Linked DNA regions of Anas platyrhynchos: region 1 is linked to region 2. A link is a contact called in public Hi-C data. All regions are on one chromosome and are shown on one strand. Each heading gives the region's core, a stretch centred on a gene start, on an enhancer-like site or on the middle of the called end of the contact. The rest is flanking DNA. Distances are from core to core; before and after follow the strand shown.

Region 1 (2,700 bases), core at 126-2,625, 210 kb before region 2:
ACGACACCAAGCTGAGTGGTGTGGTCAACATGCTGGAGGGAAGGGATGCCATCCAGAGGGACCTGGGCAGGCTGAGAGGTGGGGCTGTGTGAACCTCATGAGGTTCAACAAGGCCAAGTGCAAGGCCCTGCATCTGGGCTGGGGCACTCCCAAACATGAACACAGCTGAGCAGAAAACAGATTATAGAGCAGTCCTGAGGAGAAGGTCCTGGGGGTGCTGGTTGACAGGAAGCTCAACATGAGCCAGGCAATGTGGCTTTCTCCGGGGCTGCAAGCACAACCTGGGCTGTGTCAGTGTGGCCAGCAGGGTGAGGGAGGTGATTCTCCCCTTCTGCTCTGCTCTCATAAGACCCCACCTGGAGCTCTGCGTTCAGCTCTGAGGTCCCCAGCACAAGAAGGACATGGGCCTGTTAGAATGAGTCCAGAGGAGGCCCACAAGGAGGCTCAGAGGACTGGAGCACCTCTCCTATCAAGACAGGCTGAGAGGGTTGGGGTTGGTCAGCCTGGAGAAGAGAAGACTCCAGGGAAACCTTAGAGCAGCCTTCCAGGACTGAAAGACGGCCTATAAGAAACCTGGAGAAGGAATCTTTATCATCAGGGAGTACAGCGACAGACAAGGCCTAATAGATTTAAACTAGAAAAGGGCAGGTTTAAAGTAGATTTAAGGAAGGAATTCTTTACTGTGAGCTGTGGATGCCCCATCCCTGGAAGTGTTCAAGGCCAGGCTGGATGGGGCTTTGGGCAACCTGGTCTGGTGGGAGGTGTGGAGGTGTCCCTGCCCATGGCAGGGGGGTGGAATTAGATGGTCTTTAACATCCCTTCCAACCCAAACTATTCTACAGTTTTTTAATCTTTGCTATTTATCAAAATGACATTGCTTCCAGCAAGTGTTGCTGTTCTAAATGCCAGAAGCTAACAGCAACTTTAAGCAACTGACAAACATTACCCTTATTACCTGGCAGCAGCCTGAAGAAACTTATTTTCTAAGAGAAAATACTATATGCTATTAAATATTTATTATCTATTTTAATATCTATTCGTTCTATAAATTTTCAGGATCTCAAAAAGTGAGACTTCTTCCTGGGTTGTATTTTCAAGCAAGTCAGGTTTATCAGGACTGGAAGGAAATACCCTGCTTACAAAATGCAGCAATCAACCTTTTTGACGCCTGCATTCCCGACTCCTTCACTTCAAGACCCTCTCAAAGATACGCTGGGCTGGCTCCTCAAATTATTTAACAGACTTTTTACTCGGTGAGATCTGAGTTTATTCGAACCATGGAGTATTTGGGAGAGGGGAGGGCAGGCTTCCCTCGCAGGAGACACCTGCACCACCCAAGGCTGGCAGTGCAGTGCTCGGCTCTGGCCAGCAGATGGTGGCCGGAGCTCGGGAAAGGATTTTGCCGGGCAGCCGGAGACCCCTGCTTCCCTTCCCTTCCCGGTGTGTCCAGCAAAAGGGCTGGCAGCTTGATGTCTCGGCAGCGGGCATTTACACCCAAACCGGCTACATTTAGGGTGCTGCAGCTGGTGGCACCGAAGCGGAGCCAGTCGCCTAGGCTGCTGGTCAGGGAATGGGGAAACTGAAGCTGAGCCCTAACTTCTTCTCTAATGGGGTGCAAGACATCGCATTAAAAGGATCTACACTTTAAGAATTATCCTTCCCAGATCTGCTGAAAGTTGCCTTTTCCTTTCTGCTGTTTTTTACAGCAATTAAACAAACCTGTTAAACCCTCTGCAACAGAAATTCAGCGCACTCCCTATTTAACACGGTCATTTTTGTTCTTTTATTTGTGCACATGTAAGTCAAATTCTTTAAATCACATTTGCTGCCCAAATCAAAAACATGATCTCCTTTAACCATATGTACTTGAAAACTGACATATACCACCTTATGGTCTGAATTTTGGGGTAGACCTGTGTGAGGCCAGGAGCAGGACTCGATCCTTATGGGTCCCCCCTTCCAGCTCGGGATATTCTATGATTACGAGAGTAGAGTTTGCCATCACTAAAAGGCCAGTCTGGTGTTCCAGGCTTTAATAACAGACGAGCACTTGACAACAGAAAGAACTAATGGCTGATGGTGGGATTCCAACAGAGGAACAAAGAAACTACACTGAGATGGTTCAAAAAATGATCTCTGCAAGAGTTGTTCATAAGTGACATATGCAGGACAGAGAAAAGCAAGTTGCAGACCATTCAAGGCAATACCACGAATAAAAAGGCTTTCTGTAGAAGAGTCATCAAGAAAGAATGTGTAAGATGTATGTATTGTTTAGCCATGAAAACCTAGATGGTATGTAGATTTCATCCTGAGTTAAAGACCACATGATAGCGTTGTCCACAGCAGTGGATAAATATAAGTACAAAACCTTCAACAATGGAGGTTCCCAGCTTTTATAAGAAGATACAAGAATAAGAGTTAGGTTTTAATCAAGATGAACTAGAACTGACAGCTAGACATCTAACAAAAGAGCTATGAAAAAGAACGAAGGAGAATTTTGCTTGCAGAGAGACAAGGTGTAGAGCTGATTATTTGAGTCACTAGAATAAAGATGTTAGCTGAATTTGGATTTGCAGATGAGATTAACCAGAAATACATGCAAAGGCAAAGAGATATGGAGACACCCCCCCAAAAAAAAAGGCCCATAGAGAACCTCCATAACTCTCTATGTGACATACTGGTAGGAGAATCACAAGAATT
Region 2 (2,700 bases), core at 178-2,677:
CTGTCAGATTTGCCTCTGCAGAAGACATTCCAGAACTTTCTGACCATTGCAATAGCAAACTGGATGAGAATGGTGGTGATTGTCTGGCAACAGGAATAAAGAGAGTAAACCTTGCTGGAAAGCCCCCTAATGTGTTGATTTATGTTGGTTCTGAAACTGCAAAAGTGGAATTTGACCAAGTAAAATCAATCCTCCTGGAATGCATTGATGCAGACAACTACACCATCTACCAGCTGCATGAGGAGCAAGTTCTGAAAGATCCATGGATTGATAATGCAATGCTGTTGATCATTGCCACAGAGGAGCCTATTTCTGACAAGAACCAAGAACAGTTTGTGAAGTTTTTATCTAAGGGTGGAAAGATTCTAGGGTTTTCTTCCTCGTTTACATTTGGTGGTATACAAATAAAGAGAAAAGACAAACTGAAGAAGACCGTTCATGAATTAGTTGTCTCTAAAACTGACAGCACTGAAGTGAAATTAAACCTTTTGATCAGTGGCTGTATTTTTGAAGTAAAGAAGGAAAGTAACAGCAAAGTGAAGCCATTGAGTCATTTAAATAATGCTGATAAAGATACAGTTATTGTTCATCTGCCTTACGGAGACAATGGAGGAGAAGCCATTCTTTCTCAGGTACTGTGTATGCAAAAGCATCGATTTGCACATTGCTACACGATATGGTGATATGCTAAAAAAATTCACTGGTTCTTACTGCTTGCTCTTTGGGATGCTTTCAAGGGGCAAGTATGGATGGATATTTTGGTGATTGTACAAGGACTCTGAATACAGAATGGTTTTCCCTTGGTTCTTGGGAAGCTTAATGAAGGATAGAAAGTGTCACTGCTGTTCCAGTCCTTGTCTTCACCATGTAGCCATGAACATGTAGGTCATGCGTGATCACAGTGGGTGGCAGAGGAGATAGCAAATATGCATAGTAAGAAAGCATCTTCAAGAGCAGAGCTATCCTTTTCTGCCTGCTGGAAGTTGCACGGTGACAAAGCTGTGCACTTTGCAGACTTTGGAAAATGGGAATAGGAAAAGCAGTGGTAGTGAACTCAGGGTGAAGGGTTATAATGGCAACATACTTCCATACAAAAATATGAATTACGGTGAAGTAGAGAGTCAGAAGAGAAAGTAAAATAAAGCTCACAAGAAACCTTAAAGAAGTCTCCTCTTAAGTTTTAAGGTAGGCAGTCCCTTTGGAAACATGTGAGTAGTAAATGAGAAAGTCCCAGCCTCTATCATTGCTGCATACTGTATACCCCAAAACTGCTGTTCATTTTTTTGCTTGAACAAGTAACTATAATAAAGATTAGTCTGAATAGCCCTGGAATGCCACTGCTGATTTAGCTCTGCTGGTACTGTTTTGCTGATAGTGTTACTCTTTTCTCAGTTCTGATTGTATCTTAGTGCTGTGACTGAACTGAATGGTTTCATGTTTTCTTTAGCAGTGTTCTGGCTACAGATCATTTCTAGGGAGATGATAGGTTCGTGGTGTTGGCCTTGCTGCTCTTTCAGATTAGAAACAATGACAACAAAAACACAAACACTTTTATATGTCTGGAATGTATTTCTTATATTTACAATCAAAATTGAAACAAACTGAAAATTTAAATTAATTAACCTTTTTTTTTTTTTCTTTTTCTAGAGGCAGACAAGTATGTTTTCAGTCAGTAATGTATGTTTATGCATTCTCTGGGAGTACAAGAAAGGTCTGGTCAGCTGGAAACATTTTTTTGTTTGTTTGTTTCCAGAGTCTTCCTTTGGCCTTTAAACTTTTAAATGTTTAACATTCTGCATCTAACAAGTAGCTCAGAGCACCTTGGGGGCGGAAGGGGAAATATACAAATGAGCCAAAATCTTATTAGCTCCACTTAAGAATAATAACATTTCAGCAACTAGGAACCTCTTCAGTGTTAAGGTTTTGTGATTGTTGTTTAAAAAACAAACAACAGCCAAACAAACAGAGCCCCACCCCTTCCAAAAACTGTGCCAGTTAAGTTGAACAGTTCTTTTTGTTGCTGTTGCTGTTGTTATTGTTACTCTCTGTATTCCTGGAGAAGGTGTGAGGAACCTTCCATGGCTGTGTTACGGGTAAATGTTTGCCACTGACTACTGAAATCTTCAGATAGCTGTCTAACATTTTGAGTGATAGAAGGGATAATAAGAGGTATCACTAAGTTTAGAAAATAAATCTATGTCCTGGGGAGTAAGGCATCTACCTGGGTATATAGCCTGTGTTAACTAAAGTGGGAGAGATTTCAGCCACTTCCCAGTAATTTTTAAAGTGAGCATGAAGATAACTTGCACATTTTGTTAGCCTCAGCAGCAGCTGAGAGCAATGTGGTTGTTGTTGTTGTTTTCATTTTGCTTGTTTATTTTTAGCAGGGCTGTTCCCAATTGTATCACTTGCCTTACTCTGTCTTTGGTTTCATGCAGCACATTGAGAAAAGCAGAACAAGATTTATTTACCAATATTTAAGTCAATGAGGAATATAATGGAGATGTAGTCGAACAAACTTTTTGGAAGGTTCTAGGAGATATTTTTACCAATATTTTAGTTATAGGAGAACTATCTCAGGAGCCCAAACCACTCAGACGTAACTGCTTACATGTCAGGTAGCATGCACTTTTTTAGCAATTACTCAATTCAGAAATATCAATCAGGTTTCTGAGAAATGTTTTTGTCTCTCATCAGTTT

The links. A called contact is a pair of places that touch in the nucleus more often than the background predicts.
Region 1: a contact with region 2 is called in a Hi-C map of liver, with 2.1 times the contacts expected there. The contact joins two enhancer-like sites. A contact is called at or near these places in 2 of 8 Hi-C or Micro-C datasets (liver and subcutaneous adipose tissue).

Annotation. Positions count from the first base shown.
Region 1 is chr1:112,652,231-112,654,930 of IASCAAS_PekinDuck_T2T, reverse strand. All of the region lies in intron 3 of DYRK1A (dual specificity tyrosine phosphorylation regulated kinase 1A), which reads right to left. Among named protein-coding and RNA genes, the nearest start is that of DYRK1A, 67 kb to the right of the region's middle. Within about 2 kb of position 1,375, at least 1 of the 8 cell types and tissues checked has an H3K27ac peak or open chromatin away from gene starts, as enhancers often do.
Region 2 is chr1:112,442,223-112,444,922 of IASCAAS_PekinDuck_T2T, reverse strand. HLCS (holocarboxylase synthetase) reads left to right here. Exons shown (of 11, transcript XM_027449127.3): 4 at 1-632. Among named protein-coding and RNA genes, the nearest start is that of HLCS, 13 kb to the left of the region's middle. Within about 2 kb of position 1,427, at least 1 of the 8 cell types and tissues checked has an H3K27ac peak or open chromatin away from gene starts, as enhancers often do.